Linked DNA regions of Drosophila melanogaster: region 1 is linked to region 2. A link is a contact called in public Hi-C data. All regions are on one chromosome and are shown on one strand. The core of a region is the stretch at or near the end of the contact, and the rest is flanking DNA. Distances in the headings are between cores, read along the strand shown. Region 1 holds the start of CG3097. Region 2 holds the start of CG12730.

The links. A called contact is a pair of places that touch in the nucleus more often than the background predicts.
Region 1: a Hi-C map of the Kc167 cell line shows a contact between it and region 2, with 2.0 times the contacts expected there. The contact joins the promoter of CG3097 here to the promoter of CG12730 in region 2. A contact is called at or near these places in 4 of 107 Hi-C or Micro-C datasets (the Kc167 cell line, eye imaginal disc, larval brain and 1 more).

Annotation. Positions count from the first base shown.
Region 1 is chrX:5,769,508-5,772,215 of dm6, forward strand. CG3097 reads right to left here and starts at 1,273. Exons shown (of 4, transcript NM_132031.3): 1 at 894-1,273. The region is part of intron 1 of CG42699; the gene reads left to right.
Region 2 is chrX:5,515,107-5,517,960 of dm6, forward strand. It overlaps CG12730, which reads left to right and starts at 1,502. Exons shown (of 3, transcript NM_001297967.1): 1 at 1,502-2,392; 2 at 2,466-2,738. The coding sequence starts at 2,315. It also overlaps asRNA:CR45518.

The sequences.
Region 1 (2,708 bases), core at 23-2,522, 250 kb after region 2:
AGAAATATCCTCTTCCGATCGAAAATTCTGAACTATAAAAAATGAATTAGATTCTCACTAATTGCCTCTTAATTCGTTAACAAAGGGGCGTATAAAAAAGAATATTTCGCGTGAAATTCTCAGATTTTAAGACTTTCGACGAATGCGAAATACGTCAAAATTTCAACTTGTTCCGCTAAGTGGCCAAATAATTAAAAATCAAAACCAGTTTTAAAATGAAGCGGGTGCATTTTGCACTTCCTCGTTCGTTACAACAACTTTTTTGTTTTTTTTTTTTTACATAATCTGGCTTTTCATTTGTAAATTAAGCCTTTCTTTAGTAATTGCTGAAGTCTTCAAAATACTTGCAATGCTAATTTCCCTTTAATATGGCATATATTCACTGAAAACACCAAAACTCTTTGCAAAGGAATTTATTTTGCTGGATTCTTCTGAAATCTTGCCAGTTTTCCCCTCTTACAACCCAACTATCATTTACCGGGTATTTCTCGTTATGCAGTCTTTTAGTAAAATCTCGCCTGGCATTCTTCAACAATCTTCACCCTCATTCATTTACAATTCTCCCTTAATTTTACACAGTCATTCCTTTTCTTGGCTGCTGTCTTTTTACGTGTCTTTTTTACAATCTTCATCCCCGATGTTTTGCAATTCTTTTTTGTGTTTGTAAGCTCTACCCCTTTTCTTCGGCAGTCCTCCCTCTTTCACATCAACCCCCAGTTCGTCTGAAGCTTTTGCACTTCACTTTCTTTTGAATTCTTCTCCCCTTTCTTCACTCAGTTTCTTCTGCGTTCTTGCCTTAATTTTTTCACTTTTGACAAATTAGTTTAGTTTATAGTATGTTTGCTGCATTCTTTTACTTTTTTTTTTAGTTTGTTGTTGCCTATTCTACTTACTGTTTTTTGTTGATTGCGAGGCTGCGCCTGTTCTTCTTCTTCTTCCTGTTGCCGGCTCTTCGGAAGAGAGTGCACTTTGCAAATATATATATGTGTGTGTGTGTTTTTTTTGTGTGCGTGTGTGGGAGAGTGTGTCGCTGGGCAAGCTGCAAACTTCGACTAAATGCTGATTGTATGTGCTTCAATTTTATATTGCCGCTCTGTCGGCGCAAGGGATCCGTTATTCAAAAAAAAAATTATTTAAAATTAAAAAAAAATAAAAAAAAACACAACAAACGAAACCGAGAATTACAAAACAACAACAAAAACAAAGCCCAGAGTGTTGTAAATGTTTGCGCTGACCGACGACCGATCTTTTAAGCGATCGTCGCGTAAATGGAAATTGGAAATGGAAACGACAGCGACGCCGGCAGCAAGGCGGCTGCGCAGCGGCAGAGGCGGCGGCAGAGAGAGCAGAGGAAGAGTGCGAGAGGGAGAGGAAGAGGGAGAGGGAGAGGAGCTCCCCAATGCACCACGCACTCGCACTATCTCTCTCTTGGGCATCTGCATCCCACGAAAATGAGGGAGGGGAGGGGGCGCGAGAGGCAGAGAGAATGCATGGCCCACGCCCACGCCAGCAGCTGTCTCCCTTCCACCCGCGACGACATTGACACTTTGACTCAGTCACACACATTGAGTTGCACTCGAATGCATTTAACGGATTCGCACCGGGGACTGTCCACTTGCTAATACACCAATGTATGTCAACTGAAACATTCAAAGGGACCATAATTCATACATTAGTCACGGGCTTAGTTTGGAATCAGGAATTTCCTAGAAAATAATGGTCAATGGTTGCAATTATCTGGAAAATCCTGCGATAACACTTCCGGTGTTTAAGAATATTCTCTTTTGAGTCACCGGCGAACACAGGTGCACAAGTTCTTTTTTGCCGTTACCAGGGATTTCCAAAGATGATAAATATCCCACTTCCTACTGCTGAGTTCTTTTTAGTCGGATTTAATGCTTACACCATCCGGTATTGAGGTTTAGAAAAATGTTTATTCAAAAGTGCCCAGTTTTAGTACAATATTTATTGACTTGATCACACTTATCGAGGCATTAATTTTTACAAGTGTCTTAAATGTTTTGATTGATTGCAAATGGCTTTCAGTGGAAATACCCCGATCATAAAAAGGTAGCGAAGGTGCAAAGTTGTCAATACCGACATTTCAGGCAATCTCATCTTCAATCATTATCATAACCAATAATGATGATTGCTCATTATGAAACATCGATCGCATGCAACGGAAATGACAATATAATATTAAATTCACATCAAACTGGCAAGTTCAAGATATACTCACATACATATATACATATATTGTATATATTTCCATCTCTTTCGACCGCAGCTGATTTTTGTAAATTGCATTTTCAATTGTATCACTAACTGAAAATCACAGCGTGTGTGTGTGTGTTTGTTTAATGGATTGTGTGACGGCGCGATTTTGACCCACTTGGCGAGTTTTACTTTCTTTTGCCTTTGATCACCTGCCCCGCCCCTCGCCGCCCACAATTGATTTTTTTTCGCCGCCAGGCATTATTTATTTTTGATTTGTTTCTGGCTTTTTTCCGGTGTTTCGTTTTTTTTTTTTATTTCACCTTTTTGTGGTGCCCAGATTTTCACTTTTAACCCTTTTTTCGAGAGTGCGACCACAATGGTTTGTTTTTTTTTTCAGGGCACCTTTCTTGTTTGCTGTCGGTTGATTGTACAGTAAATGCTGGATACACGAAAAGAAATTTGTATATTCTCAAGATAAGATACAATCTAAT
Region 2 (2,854 bases), core at 252-2,751:
AGTTATCGCCAAGTTTGTCATTATTAAAGATGCTTCTGATGCATCTGAAACTGGATTTTTTCAGCCAGAACACTGCTTAATAGCTCACATGTCGCTTTGCCTTTGGTCCTGCTCCACGTTATCCCGTCGCCAAAGCAAACAAAATCTTGCTGATGCAGCAGCTGGCAATTACAGCGAATGCTTTTCTAATTAGATGCACCCACATTTTCCAATTCCCCCCGGCCCCGCCCCCCTCTCTCTCCGCTGCTCTACAACATGGGTGGAAAAGCGATGGAAATTGCCTGAGTGCGTAAGCGAAAAACCAGCCATGTGCATGAATCGTAGGCGAGATATATCACTAAACAATGCACTCTCAGCAACGTGCCACTGAGTATAAGTTGGATATTTAGTTAAAAACTATTTAGATGCTTTTGCTGTTATTCAGTGGTTTAAAGCGCACATTTATAAAGTCCTCTGTGCACTTATCGAATTCAAAGTCCTAAAGAAATCAAAGAAATGTCCATAGGTAATCATAGCTTTTTGCCATTGAGACTCGCACGCCCTCAAGTGTAAATCCGCTCTCCAGTCAATTTTCTTCGCTTTTCCGCCGCACATTTTCCCCGCTTGTCCAGACGATTCGATGCTTATCGATGAGCGCAAATCTCGTGCCTCCCATATTTATGTATATATATATGTTTATACATATATATGCATGAGCTTTTAGAAATCATGTAGACATTAGTTGCCCTGCAGTCGTCTGACTGTTTGTTACCCTCGAAATGGAAACTGCACTTTATCGCTTAAATTGCTCAAGTGCAGTTCATTTATGATTTTCGTGCTCATTTCCGCTTGTTGTGGCCGATTTCCGTCGCATAGATATCTCACTCAGCATTTTCCGCTCTGCATTAGAATATGTGAATCTGTGAAACTGTGAATGTCTCTGAATCTCAGTCAGTCGAGGCGATTGTGCAAGTGACCTTGGCCAGGAGGCGGGGGCCACCCATGCGGCCATTTCGTAAACGAGCCACCTCTCATGAATATGAGTCAATTAATATAACTCAATTTGATGTCGGGCCAGAGTGTTTCGACTGCTACCCTATACAAGTATCTATGCATTTTCAAGAACTTTAACAATTGAATGTGGAAAATAGTACATGAGTAGCGAGAAATCAAAATTAAATGAATGAAAAAATTGTATCTGTAATATCTTTGTAGCTTTGTATCATAAAATTTTTTTCTTTTGTATGGAGTAGTGTGTTCAAAGTTCGTCAAACTTATCTGGCCACCAAATGGTTTGTGTATATTCACGTATTCCGTATGATATGTGCTGGGCAGCTTGTGTTTTGCAATGTGAATCACGACGAAATTGCATTTGATTTTGGGAGGCTCGCATTTGCATTCGCATTCGGATTTGTGCAGCGATTTATCCGTTAAGTAACTAAATCAATTAGCCTGCTGTGCCGATTAAAATAACGAGAAGCGTTTCGGTCATAGCCGATAACAAATACGATTCGAATGGCACAATCTAATGATGCTGGGCATTAAGATACAGATGGAAATTCGAATGCACAGTGGTCCAAAAAGGGCCCAACCTCAAACTGCATGTCACAAGCAATGCCAGTCATAAAAGCTCGGCACTTCACACGACTAAAAAAGCTTTGCTCACCCAGTAACCGGTCACCTTGCCTTATGAATATACATATATTTAATATATCCCTGGAGGTCAGTGAGTCACACCGTGTTAGATTCACCCCTTGACATCCCCCGAACGAAAATTAGTATAATGTAACGAAGAAGCATTCACAATGAACAGACCCCCAAAACTACAGTTAGTAAGACAAGTTAATATGGTTTATTCATTTATTGGAAATTACAGCTTTCTTAAACTAATAATCCTATTTTTTATAAATACCCAGCTAAAGCTAATCTCCTTAATATTTATAGTTTCATTAGATACCATTTGAGTAGATAACACAATTTGTACACAATATGTACTACATTTCCTGATCGTTTCGTCCCACTGTGCCATGTGTTGCTCGCTCTCTGTCTCTCTCTCTCTCTCTCTCTCTCTCTCTCTCTTTCGCCCGCTGCTTCTCTCGCTCTCGCAATTGTAGTTTTATTCGCCGAGTGTAACGATGGGAGAATTCTGAGTATTTGTGTTGTTTGTATTACTTCAGTGGCATTCTGTGCGTGCTGGCGAGCGCAATATGAATTAGTCAGCGGCGCTTCGCTACATTTGCTACATTGGCTTTAATCGCTCGTTTCTGAGGCATCTATTCGGCTGGACAATCTGGATTAACTGCATCCAAAACGTATATATCTTGTATTGGCCGCGATGTCGTTGACGGGAACCCAGGACTACGATCGCAAATACCTGCTCAGCATGCCGGGCCTGTGCAAGCTGGCCTGTTTGGTAATTAGCCTTACACATATGTGCCATTGTGTATCGCCCTTAATGTGTGCGCTTGTATGTGTGCGTCTTTCAGCTGTGCAGCTTTGTTGGAATATTGTGCATCATCTGCGGACCGGTGCGCGTGAGCAATTTCCGCGGCAGTTTCTACCTGGCCGTAGTCACCATCGGATTCGTGGCCACCGGCTGCCTGCTCCTGGCCAGGTATCTCCGGTTGTGGCAGCGCCAGTTCTGCCGATGCGATCCCACGCTCTGGTCCCTGGCGGTGCACTCCTCATTGGCCCTGGCCTACTTCACGGCCTCCGGACTCGTACTCTCCCTGGATATTGGAGCCTATACGGCGGCGGCGGTAAGTGGCGTTCTCGCAGTTAGGATAAGTTCGGAAACCAAAAGTATTACGGCTCATTGTTTCGGCTAATGATTAAGCTAGGAAAGATACTGGTAAACGAAACACTGAGCCTCCAG